2 separate regions of the Sus scrofa genome follow, and region 2 is linked to region 1. Evidence: chromatin contacts called from public Hi-C data. All regions are on one chromosome and are shown on one strand. Each heading gives the region's core, a stretch centred on a gene start, on an enhancer-like site or on the middle of the called end of the contact. The rest is flanking DNA. Distances are from core to core; before and after follow the strand shown. Region 1 overlaps MACF1 (microtubule-actin cross-linking factor 1). Region 2 overlaps MACF1 (microtubule-actin cross-linking factor 1).

What was found. A called contact is a pair of places that touch in the nucleus more often than the background predicts.
Region 2: a Hi-C map of embryonic fibroblasts shows a contact between it and region 1, with 1.9 times the contacts expected there. The contact joins two enhancer-like sites. A contact is called at or near these places in 3 of 47 Hi-C or Micro-C datasets (embryonic fibroblasts, epiblast stem cells and mesenchymal stem cells) and 1 of 2 datasets of contacts at active chromatin or transcription factors (skeletal muscle).

The regions. Positions count from the first base shown.
Region 1 is chr6:95,146,524-95,153,370 of Sscrofa11.1, reverse strand. It overlaps MACF1 (microtubule-actin cross-linking factor 1), which reads right to left. Exons shown (of 96, transcript XM_021095983.1): 14 at 6,660-6,814; 15 at 5,541-5,814; 16 at 4,425-4,553; 17 at 3,114-3,191; 18 at 2,517-2,535; 19 at 2,375-2,514; 20 at 262-366. Among named protein-coding and RNA genes, the nearest start is that of KIAA0754, 98 kb to the left of the region's middle. Within about 2 kb of position 3,305, at least 5 of the 83 cell types and tissues checked have an H3K27ac peak or open chromatin away from gene starts, as enhancers often do. A contact at or near this core is called in embryonic fibroblasts, where this site is marked.
Region 2 is chr6:95,255,996-95,262,448 of Sscrofa11.1, reverse strand. MACF1 (microtubule-actin cross-linking factor 1) reads right to left here. Exons shown (of 96, transcript XM_021095983.1): 55 at 1,784-1,945; 56 at 1,438-1,608; 57 at 419-585. Among named protein-coding and RNA genes, the nearest start is that of KIAA0754, 11 kb to the right of the region's middle. Within about 2 kb of position 3,333, at least 2 of the 83 cell types and tissues checked have an H3K27ac peak or open chromatin away from gene starts, as enhancers often do. A contact at or near this core is called in embryonic fibroblasts, where this site is marked.

The DNA of each region.
Region 1 (6,847 bases), core at 2,056-4,555:
TAGTTAGTTGAAAATGTATGGTTCAAGTCACTCTCCCCAGGAATACAGGAGTCAGCACCACTTCTGCTGTTTCTCCTTAGACTACCACCAAAACTGTCTGTAGTCTTTGGGGGAGGGGGTAAAAAGGAAGAAGACCCAAGAACCATGATCCTGATACGTCCTCCCAGCTGCTCAGCAGGACTAGGTCTGAATACGTTTACAGTGACCCCCCCCCCAACTCCTGTCCCAGCACTTGACCTCACATCGTCCCATGTCACACACCTCTACTGTCTGCTTGGCTGGGTGGTTCTCCAGTGACAGCAGCTCGGCTGTATCTTGTAGAGACCGGAACACGTCCTGTTTCTCCTCTAGTTCCATTGTCAACTCCTGAAAATTAAATTCAGTTTTATCCAACAGGTGCTATAAAGGGAGGAGTAGCAACGAAGAAAAAGCTGTGTTCCTCGCTCTACTCTGAAGGAGCCCGCAACCCAGGGTTAGTGCCAATATGAGCTGCACAGACAGACATGCCAGAAGATTTCAGAGAAGAGCAAAATGCTGAAATTGCTGGTGAAAGATTCACAAAGGATAGGGGACCTGAGCAAGAGGAAGAACACGGGATGAGACTGAAGGAAAGGAAGGAGGGAGCGTGCCTGGAGTGGGCCATTCACAGTAGCACCCACCGAACTCAGCACTTGAACCACATATCTGACTGGCTGGCTTGCTCAGACTACCCCCTCAGCCTGTAGTGCCCTCCTCTGGCCCTCCTTTCTGTTAACACTGTAGGGCCCTCGGTTTAGATGTCAGCCCTTCTGTGCAGCTGGCTACTGATCCTCACGACTAGATTCGATCCCTTCTTGAGCACTTGATTCCTCTCTAAGCACTTTCTTTTTTGGTTTGTTTTTTGGGCCGCACCTGCAGTCTATGGAAGTTCCCAAGATAAGGGTCGAATTGGGACTACTCTGCTGGCCCACGCCACAGCCACAGCAATGCTGGATCTGAGCCACGTCTGTGACCTACACCACAGCTCATCGCAACTCAGATCCCCAACCCACTGAGCGATCAATGCCAGAGATCAAACCTGCATCCTCATGGATACTAGTTGGATTTATTTCTGGTGTGCCATGACAGGAACTCCCTCTGAGCACTTTCTTTATAACAGTCTAATTTCTGTTCTCATACAAACTATTTATTGTATTATAGTATCTTTCTTATTTACTTCAGAAGAATCATACACCACTGTCTAATGAAGTAAACATTATTAAACATCTTCCTAGGAGTTCCCTTCGTGGCTCAGAGGAAATGAATCTGACTAGTATCTATGAGGACGCAGGTTTGATCCCTGGCCTTGCTCAGTGGGTTAAGGAGCCATGGGCTGTGGTGTAAGTCACAGATGAGGCTCAGATCTGGTGTTTCTGTGGCTGTGGCATAGGCCAGAAGCTGTAGCTCTAATTCAACCCCTAGCCTGGGAGTCTGCGATATGGAAATACTAAAAACAGCAAAAAAAAAAAAAAATCCTACTTATATATATATACATATTTTCATTGAAAAGAATAAAAAGCATTGTCCCATTGTCCAATGCTGAATTTTCCTTCCATTTTACAAACCAAGAGATTGAGGCCAAAACATTATTATTATTATTATTATCATTATTATTTTGTCTTTTTAGGGCCACAATCGCAGCATATGGAGGTTCCCAGGCTAGAGGTCTAATCAGAGCTGTAGCCACTGGCCCACACCACAGCCACAGCCACGTCAGATCCTTAACCCACTGAGTGAGGCCAGAGATCGAACCTGCAACCTCATGGTTTCTACTTGGATTCATTTCCACTGCGCCACGACAGGAACACCCAAACATTACTGAATAAGTTAAAGAGAATTCGGAATTTGTGAGAAGCTGAGAATATACCTCAGTTAAACAATATTAAGTCCTATACTACATGCCTTGCTATATTCACTTACTAAATCTTAGCCTTTTACACAACGCTTTGAAGTGGTCTATTATTCCATTTTACAGAGGTTTAGGGAGATTAGATGACTTACCAAGGTCACGGAGCTAATAAGTGGAGGAATAAGAATTTGATGTTAGATCTACCTCATTCCAAAGCCTATAATCTTGACCACAAAGTTACATCGCCTCTGAAATGATTCACTTTTCAGAGTGCTGCTCTCTTCACCCACAATACTGCCTTTCTAAAGGCATTCTAAATAAATTCATTCTAGAGCTTAATTTCCCCTCTCTCCATGCACACTTCTCACATCAACAGATGCGTTAAGCAGGGTCCCTATTTCCATCTAGCAAAACACAAATCCAGAAACCCAAGCTCTCAGCAGACCAGCCCCTCAGCTCCTTCTGCTGCTATTACAAAATAGGACAGGTCTGTCATGCTCGACTCACAGAGAAGTAATTTTTCTTGGCTGGGATATTGGGATTGTTGTCACTCCAGTCATATGCTAGTTCTTCTTCCTCCTTCTCATTCAACCAGATCAACTCAGCTGTAGCTCTAGAGACAAATTTATGCAGGCTCTGAAGGTGCTCATCCGGAAGCTAGAAGTTTCCTAGACAAAGGGAGGATTAACAAGGTTAGGCTGCCAGCCTTTCATCTGGAGAAGATGGCACATTTGACATCAAAGCAAAGAATAGCTGAGGAAATAAATTTAGCCTTGCTTCTTAATCCCTGGGTGCTTCTCCGCAGACTTAAATTTAGTACAAGTTAGGTATAGGGCTCCCAGAGAGCCCCTGTCAATCCTCGCTAGAAGTGAGAACTCGCCAGGCCTTTGTGGTGCTCCCTAGATAAAGAATGACCCTGGGCCTGTCCTGTTCTGGTCAGTCTTGAAAGACAGGAGTCCCCTCCCTGTCAACCTCAAGCTTTCAGTGTTAATGTCTTGGCGGACACGAGAGCCACTGCTTAGGTGAAGTGTGATAATGAGGATAAGCTCAACTTACTTCAAACTTTCTGGGGCAGTGGTTTCTGATCCATTAAGAGAATTGAGAAAATATTATAATACATATGAACAACTGCACAGTAAACAATATAATCTATCAGACAGAAAACCAAAACAGGGCCAAACCAAGAACTTCCTGAATTAGGGATCCAGGTTCTCCATGAACAGAACAAAAGACAGTCAAAACTCACCTTCAATTTACAATACTGTGTCTCCAACTTTCCAAGAGTTTCAACATAACTGGTATGGAAATTTTGGGACATTTTTCCCTGATAAGAAAGGAATGAATTAAAAATATATTAGAGACAGAGTAAGTAAACTACATCTATGGTATGATTTCAGCTATGTAAATGTTATGTCTGCACAGAGATAAAGATTGGTTACTCTGAGAAAACAAAACACTTGACCAGCACACTTCCGGGTGAGATTTCATAGCTCAGAGCAACACTGAGTGAGGAACAGTTTAGCAGGGCAAGCACACTTGACAGACCTCCTGGTCCTGTGTTTCCAGAAATTCCGGGAGGTTTCCAAGCAAAACCCAGACCTCAAAGTATTCAGTTGACTTTTTTTTTTTTTTTTTTTCTTTTTCTTTTCGCTCTTTAGGGGCACACTTGCAGCATATAGAAGTTCCCAGGCTAGGGGTTGAATTAGAGCTGCAGCTGCCGGCCCACGCCACAGCCACAGCAATGCTAGATTCGAGCCAAGTCTGTGACCTACACCATAGCTCACAGCAATGCTGGATCCTTAACCCACTGAGCAGGGCCAGGGATCGAACTCACATCTAGTCGGGTTTGTTACCTCTAAGCCACAACAGGAACTCCTAATCAATTGGTTTTTGGAGAGGAAGGTCAAAATTTTGAGTGAGGAAGAGGAGAGACTGTTTAGTTTCTCTTACCAGCTCTCTATTGCAAGAAGATAGTGAAGTGGAAAAAGCATGAACTTCTGGAGCAGAGGGCCTGAGTTTGGAAACTGCATTCATGACTTACTAATTTTGACCTTAGCTTTCAGTATCACTATTCTTTTTTAATAAAAAGGGGCTAATAAAAAAAAACCTTTCTGGAGTTCCCATCTTGGCTCAGTGGTTAATGAACCCAACTAGCATCCATGAGGATGTGGGTTCAACCCCTGGCCTGGCTCAGTGGGTTAAGGATCTGGCATTGCTGTGAGCTATGGTGTAAGGTTGCAGACGTGGCTTGGATCCCACATTGCTGTGGCTGTGGTATAGGCTGGCGGCTGCAGCTCCAATTTGACCCCTAGCCTGGGAAGTTCCATATGCTGCGGGTGCGGCCCTAAAAAGCAACAAAACAAACAAACAAACAAACAAAAAAGACACCTTTCTCACAAAGTTATTTCAAAGAGTAAGAGACACTTCATGTGAAAAGGGGATTTAAGGTCAAGTGTGGCTCATGGGTAGCCCCCTTTCCCTGAGGGACAGGTACACCATGCATGGCCTCATCGTGCACCCACCCCACCCCCCATTATGGAGTCTGAATGCCCCACACCTCATAGAGCCTGGCCTCTTTGACACTCGAGCCCAGTTCTTCCACACTGGCATGGATGTGCTGCTGTGTTTCCAGCTGAAGCTCCACACTAGGCAGGTCATTGCCCCACTCTGCTCGTTCCAATTTCATCTAAAAAAAGAAAAATACAAATATAATTTATTGCTAAGTTGTCAGAAGAAGAAAACTGTCAGAATCAATGTTTGGACAAGGGGGCTAGGGATGGGGGTTGAGGAAAAAAGGACATCTAAACCATCTCCACTTTGGGCTCTTACAGGAAAGCAGGCCATAACCACCCCCAAGGAGCTGGAGACAAAACCTCAGCCACTATAGAAGCAAGAGTGGTCTTTTGTTGCTGCATCATGGGAACACATCCTTGAATTTACCAACCAGAAAGGTGTGCCCACAGGCTGCAATGCTTAACTTTGTAGTTGAGGCATTTCCCATCATGGGATCTCTGCATTTCATAATCAGAATGGAGATGAGAAATACGTATCTGTAGATACTATGCTTCATTCATGCCATCAACTATTCGTCAATGGAGGATAATCATAAAACAGTTAACTTGTCTTTGAACGGCTTTATTTATTGGTACAGGGGAATCTGATTATCAGGAGTTGGGAAGAATTTAATACAAAAGGGTTAGAAGGATAAGAGGACAATATTGAACTTGAACCATTATCCCAGACACATGTAAATGGTGCCCCTTAGAATTCTGATGCACAGCAGGCTTGGTCTTACACTTAAGAGCAAAGACAAAAACAGCAGTGAAGTAGGAGCTCCTCTGCCACTTCAGGAGGACACTTCAGGAAGGATGACCGAGATTTATAGATTCTGCAACTTCTCCCACTAGCTCCCACTTATAGCACAATTAGCCGAAGGGAAGAGATTCCTGAAGGGCTTCACATTAGAAAAGCCTATGCTATTTAGTATGGGATTTCAAGGCTCTGATCTGATCCAAATCCTTTTAAAATTTAGTAGAGGGGGGCTTGGGTCCTAGGAAGCATCAATAACTAGGGAAATCTATACAAGGGGCACAGAGCAACGGGTCCTCGTAGATGAGCTGCTGGATCCAGTAAACCTCCGTGTGCTGCACAAGCATCCAGAAGGTACACCCACCTGCATTTCTTCCACCCAAGATAGCAGTTCATACACAAATCGCAGATTGCCTTCATCTTCAGAGGAGGAAATAGACACAAGTTCAGCCCGAGTCATGGGCTTGCGGAACCAGGAGGCAGAAGAATGGGTTCCTTTGGTCAGGGGTTCTGCCTTCAGATGAGTAGTGGTTAAAGTAGAGGGTGGAACCAATTCAAGTGAAGTAAAGTGGCCCTTCCGGTACAAGTTTGTGCACTCCAGACGCAAGGTGACCAGCTCATCCTGCAGACGCATGACCCTGAAAAGAAGAGATTAAATCTGTAACATGGTTTTTTAAGGTAAAATCTTCCCTATCTATTTGACAAGGAAGAGGTAAAAATAAAAATGAGATCACATCAGGAAAAGTGTTCTGAGAAAGAAAAAGTGTTATGTGAATGCTATTAACATCTTCATCATTCAGAGTCGTCTTTGAGGCAAATGCTAAATTACAGTGTTAATTGGAAGGAAGTAAATCAACCCCAGTTTGTCTAACTCCTGGACGACAGAACAGAATAAACTATAGAACAGAAGTCCAAGGATGTGGCTCTTCATCTTGGCTCCATACAAAGATCCTCATCCCCTCTGTGGGGGTTGGTTTCCTCCTGTATGAAATATTGCACTGAATCACCCCAGCAATTCTAAAGCTGATGTGCTGCCACACCACTGCAGGCCCCCCTGAAATCTGTGGGGGTATAAGATGCTACAAAGATTAGGGAGTCCTACAAGAGCTGATTGGGCAGGGCCTGCCATAAAGGAAAACTATCCTTTACCATGAGAATTCTCCTGCCTAAAACTATCCTCTACCATGAGAATTTTCCTGCCTACAGTAAAGGGTGCTTTACTATATAGTATCCTACTGAGACACGGTCCTCTAATGTCCATATCACAAGATTCAATACCCAACTCTTTTTCCTTTTTTGGCTGTACCTGTGGCATGTAGATGGGCCAGGGATGGAAACCACACCACAGCTATAACCTAAGCCACAGAGGTAACAATGACAGATTCTTAACCTGCTGAGCCTCCAGGGAACTCCCAGTTCTCAACTTTTGATCCTTGGGCCTCAGCACCAGGCAAGCACTCTGTTGGAGTCCCACGTTCCTCACCTAAAAGCCAGCTCTTCCAGCTGGTAATAATTCTCATCCCGCAGGATCTGGAGATCCACCTGCAGCTGTCTGATGAGACCTTCGCACTCCTGAATGTACATGATGACATCTGACTCACACTGTACTGGTTGCCCTGATTCCAGGTGAGCAGCATCCTGAGAGAGAAAGAGAGAATAAGAAGGGAAACT
Region 2 (6,453 bases), core at 2,084-4,583, 110 kb before region 1:
TTAGGATAAGCTAACAGAAAAGAAATATGACACATTTCAATTGCAAATATCAAAAAACATTATTTATAAATATGAATGGGAAAAAAAAATCTGTTTCCAAAACTCAGAAAATAACTTGGCTGGATTATAGGAGTCTGCGTCTGTCACTTGGAACCATGATTATACTGCAACAGAACAACAACACAGAGCAATGAGTCTTCCAGGTCTCAGAAATGTATGAGGTGGCTGAGGCTCATTTCCTGAGAGTTATTCTGGTTATGAGGATCGTTTCTAAAAACCTATCCTTTTTCAAGATAAAAGCCGTTAAATACCTTCCAAAGCACTGTAAGAACGATCCGGGAATGTTCAGAGAACCTCAGTGATACAAGTCAGAAACCTTCTCTGACTCATTTATTCTTCAAAAGCCCTGTGGCCTTACCTGGCTGCTGCCTTGCTGAGGAGTCCAGTCCATCTACTTTCAAGACTCTCCAACTGTCCAGTGATTTTCTCTCTATCAGCCAGCTCGGCTGACTGGGCGATTCTGCCTCCTTCTGCTTGAAGCATGTCTACTGTGGCCTTTCGATCATCTAGGAGCCGCTGTAGCAACTGATGCACATGTTTAAAGAGAATGAAAAGCGACAGCGTGGGGTCACTTTACAACTGGAAATAAGGAAAATAAACAAAATCCCCAAACAAAACCAAACCCCACCTCACCAAGCCCTAAGTTTAATTGAATAATGAAGGTTTTTTTTTTTTTTCCATCCTGAGGCAAAAACATGAACTATAATGTAATTCCTACCACCCATATAAACTTATGGTGGTAAGTTTTTTTTAATGGCCACCCCAATGGCATATGGAAGTTTCTGGGCTGGGGACTGAATCTGAGCCACAACTGTACCAATGCCAGATCCTCTAACCCACTGTGTAGAGCCAGGGATCGGACCTGCAACGTCACAAGGACCCGAGCTGCTGCAGTTGGATTCTTAACCCACTGTACCACAACGGGAACTCCTAACGTTTTTAAATGGAGCAGTGACTGTCATCATGTGACTAATAGGGAGCCTACTTTGAACCAGGAGAAAAAGGCATTAAAATGGAAATTAAACCTACACACACACACACACACACACACACACAGATAGAAGTTTATACATGATAAACATTATTTAGAATATTGCTGGCCCCCAAAACACAAAAAATCTCTTAAGATAAAGCTGTGACAAACACTGAAATAGGGTAAATGAACAAGTAAAATGGTTCAGTCTAATACGTGCCATGGTAAACTAGAAGATTATCAAGTAAGAAGATGAAAATCAATTTCCAACTTTCTTTTCAGATGACACAAGGTAGGTTAGGATTCTCCTAAAACCCTCGAATATGCTCCTGAAACCATAAGCAAATTGCTGTCTGCCATTCCCTACGGCTGTTACAGTTCACTGCCCCAACATTCTCACTTACCTTCTGTTCTTGGATCTGTGCTTTCACCACTTTATACTCAGCAGATGGAGGTTTCTGATTGGCTATGAGCTCCTCAGTGTCTGCCAACCAGCTGAGCAATGGCTCCAAGGCATCTTGGAACTTCCCACAATGCAACAAAGCCTCCTGCAGTTGGGCAATTCTTTGTGCAACCTGTATCACACACACAGAGGCTCATTAGGAGAAAGGAGAGAGCTTTTAAATGACTATACTCACTCCTCTTCCTAACTACACATTGCAACTGCTAGTTTTATTTGCATTCAGGTGCCAGGGAAACCTGAAATTTAGATGTCTCTTTTCTATGCCCCTCCATTCCCAGTACACTCACCTTTTTATTCAGTGTGTTCCACCGAGTGTTGATTTCTTCCATGTCATGTTCCAAACCCTGCACATCACAGTTTTTTCCAGCACTCTGAACCAATCCCTGGCCGAGTCCATTCACCTGCTGTAATTTCATCTGAAGAGGATCCACCTGTTCTTTCTGAAACATCTAGATAAGTGCAAGCCAGAGAAGATTTAATCAAAGGAAGTGAGATCCTCTATGCCACATTGTGACTGGTTATTCTTGGGAGATTTATTTATTATTTTTCCCTTTTTTGGCCGCACTTGCGGCATATGGAAGTTTCTGGGCCAGGGATCGAAACGGCACCACCACAGAGACAAGGGGGATCATTAACCCACTGTACCACAGCAAGAACTCCTCTTGGGAGAGCTATGATTTGACAAAGGAGGGACAGGAATAACAAGCGAAAACAAGCCATCTGTACAGGAAAGTTTTGAGGAAACGTGGTTTCACATTTCAATACATTCTTCTATAGACAAGTAATTTCAGAGAGTTATGGGACCACTTAAGCATTTAACCCAATGACTCATGGTTTGTTCTTACTTGTTTTTTAATCTGCTTAATTTTTAATGCAAACACATACAGAGAATAGAGAAGCATCAGCCTCAAGACATCATGAAAGTAAGTGTGATGCATATCAATCCTAAAAGGGAAGAGAGAGACACCAAATGACTAGTACTTAAGATTAAAAATACCCTTGGGAATAGCTTTAACTGACCACTGATACATGCAATGCTCTTCTGCCACTAGGACTAATAACTCAATTAGCCAAAACATATTAATGGTGTGAAGAACACCAGCCTCATAGCTTAATCCCCCCGTGGCCATTTTAACTCCATTCTATTCCAAGGCCACAGACCACACACAGCCAATAATCTTGAAATAGTATTCCTCTGATTACAAAGGGAAATGGGTCAGTAATACTGGGAATGTCCTAACAACTTCAGATACATACTCTGAATAAGATGTAGATATACATAAAATATTAAAAAAAATGATACTGTATTTCCATGTTCACCATGAAACAATGGAATTTTAAAACAACATAAACAAGTGTAACAAGCAATATGCATGTTTCTTTTTACTGCAGTCAAGGTCCATTATTACTAAGAAATTTCTAAAAGGAAACAGAATCAAAAGAGAAGATTACATTTTGTCACTCTAATGATTTTAAAGAAAATAATGAAATAAATATTTGTCCCTAAGATCAGATTTCTTTCAATTATCAGAAGATAAAACCAGACATAGTCCACTAGTTTGGATCTATTTCCATCCTTTTTTCTTCCACAAAAAAGTTCCTTCAGTTTCAGTGAGACAGGTGAGTCAATTAAAGTTGAAGAATGACAGAAAATGGAAGAGGGCAAAACTAAATGTGAAAGAAAATTATAAGTTTGGGTAAAACTAATTTTGGCCTATGTGAAACCACAGATCACACTAGGATTAGGAAACCTGATTCCTGAAAGAATGGTCTGTGGCTGAAGAAGTGAGTCACCAGGGAGGAAAGGCCCTAGGGAACACTGGAAAAGGGAAGGTTATAAAGGTAATTACCAGTGGGCTTCATTTTATACTATAATTTGATTACACCATATTTTGTTAGGCAACACTACAAGGCAGTTCAGCTAAAAATGACTGTTTCTCCAACAACATGGCTCCCAGAGAAAGCAAGGGCTATGATACCATCTTGTATTAAAGACGTTTCCAGTGCAGAAAAATCAGAGGGAGGAAAAACAACTGCCATGGTTTAAGCTGCCTGGGTACAACAAGATGGCAGTGGGGCAGGGGCTAGAAAGGCAAGAAAGCAGAAAGCCAAAGGTACAGAGGGCAGATGTTAAGTCCACACCAAAGAGCCCCCTTTAATCTAGAAATTAAATCCTATCTCATGCTATGACTGACATTTAATTTTTTTTCTGCATTGTCCAACATGGCAGCCAGTAGCTACATGTGTTTATTTAAATTAATGAGAAATTCAGTTCCTCAACCACACCAGCCACACTTCATGAAATCAACAGCCATGGGTGGCAAGTGCCTAATGTTTTGGGGAACACAGGTAAAGGGTATTTCCATTTTGGCAAGAAGCTCTACTGGATATCAATGTAAATGACACAGAAAAGTAAAAATGTAACAGCTATTTTTTTTCTTAAAATTTGGATTTTCTCTCTTCATGAACATTTCACATAGAAGCATTAGAGATTCCTTTGTTTCCCATATCCACCCTGCAGATTAAGTTGACAGGGAAGGAGTATTTGTCCCATTTTCCCCCAGAATTTTAAAATATTTGAAAGCACCTCCAAATACTAAGTACTACTTAGATATTTATTTTGAACACAAGCGAACAGAAAGTAAATTTGAAAACACTTGCTCCTTTCTCTCAACTCCCAAATAAAGCTGTTCTGCAAAACCAGTGCTTTCAGATACACTAAAATCCCTACTCCTTAGTATCTCGATGGGACTATGCATGTTATTAACCAACCAGTGCTGGCAGACATTTCCCAGAACAGAACACTAGTAAAAATTATTGCAAGGCTGTAAGATGCAACAGGGACATAAACCAGAAAACTTCCCCCAAAACTTCTTATAGCACTTTTATCTTTGTCATCCCACATTCTCAGTTTTTATCCTGGCTGATCCTGTTTCTGATGTCCTTTGCTCTCTTCCTCTTTCTTAGATCTCCAAATGTTAGTCTTTGTGGAGAGAGAAAAGGGTAGGTTAGGATGCCTTCTTATGCTACATTCTCTTCTAGGAATCCAATCCATTCCTATGGCTTTAAATATTTACCATGGCAAATGCTTACTACTTTAAAACTTCAAATCTCTATACCTAGCTACTTTCTTTACATTGCCAAACAAATAAGTCACAGGCATCTCGAATCTAACCATTCCGAAACTGAACAGTATACCTCCTAATTTCCTTTCCCTGCAAATCTGTTCTTTCCTAAACAAGTTACTACTGCACCCACTGTATAGCTGTAAGCATAAATGACACCATCTTGTGCCCTTACAGTTCCTTTTGTCCTTCCCCTGACACTACCCAGGACTGTACTAATACAGTAAATCACTTCTCTGTCATTAAGGGCTTTGTAGTTAATAGATATTGTTTAATAATCATAAGGATCAGGTAGTCTCTATGCTCTGTTAGTCCCCAAACAATGATGAAAACCTTTGCTGAGGTATATTCCTGGCGCCCATGAGACCAGCTACCCATTCATAAATCTTGACTTAGGAATGCATGTCCCATTTCCAAGTACCTATCCCTTCACCCAGGTAAACTATAGAACTGTCCTGGTGGCCCTCAGTGGTGCAGAATGCAGCTACAAATGCTTCTGGATTGTCTGCCTGATCCCCATCCCACTCTGAGAGTAAGTTACCCTATAATGCTATAATGAACTGATCCACTGATTATATGGAGCTGCTTGCCTCGTTTTTTGGTCTCAAGATGCCTTCTCAGTTCAGGCACTTTTCGTTCCCTTCGTCCTCCAACACCTAGCCACTCAGTCGTGCATACTAGAACCTAGAAGCCATCCTTGATAACTCCCCCTCCCTCTTACCCAATATGAAAGCCATTATCAGGTCTTACTGATTCTACCTGGAAAATATATCTTGGATCCATCCAATGGTCTTCAAATCCAGTAACATCTCTCTGGTCCAAGCCGCTGGGACAAGTGCAATAATCTAGGCTTCTCTACTCTGTCCTTGGTCCCGTAAAATCTATTCTACACATAGTAGACAGTGTGATTTTTTTTTTAATTGCAAACCATTATCTTGTTTTCTGTATTCCATGTCAATTACTATAATACAAACTATTAAAATATAAGACTGAAGAAACCTGAGATTTATAAGTCTCAAATAATGTTGAGACCGTTTCCTGACAGTGTGAACGAATTTTCTCTATCCTTAAGCTGAGTGTCATCTTTTAAAAACGTAAATGAAATCATTTCATTCCGCTACTTAAAATCTTTCAATAGCTTCTTATGGTTTTTAAGGTATAGATCCTTTTGAAGATTTCTTTCTCAGCCCCTGCAGGTTCCCTTCCCACCTCTCCAGGTTTAACACATGGCACTCTTCTGGAACCCTTGCTCACTGTGGTCTAGCCGCTTAGTTTTCTTTTAGTTCTAACATGCCAAGCTCCTCCCAGTTTCCATTTCCTTTGTCTGAAATGTTCTTCCTTCTGACTCTTCAGGTTGTAGTTTTAAAATCTTTTCCCTAACACCACAATTGATATTAAATACCCCTACTGTTTCTTATCAGAGCCTTTATTTTTTATGCATAGTATCTGCCACAATTTGTAACTATGTATTTGTGCCATTTTTACTTAATGCTTGTGTCCCCCACTATAGCATAAGTTCCACAAGGGCAGGAATCATGCCAATTCTATTCACTGCAGAAGCCCTAAGACCTGGCACAGAGTAGGTACATAACAAATATTTATCCAGTAAATTAATGAAAACTTGTAAAGAAATGGCGCTAGAGAAAGCAAACAAATCCATGAAGGTTCTGCTGATCAGCTGAGTATTCAAACACTGAACTGAGACTGTGGGGCTTTTTTTCTTTTTCTTCACTTTCTTAAGTAAAAGAGGAGCTTCCCAACTTTTACTTAAAAAGAGCTTCTTGGCAATTTATAGAACTTATACTTTATAAAAAAAGGGTTTTTCTTCCACT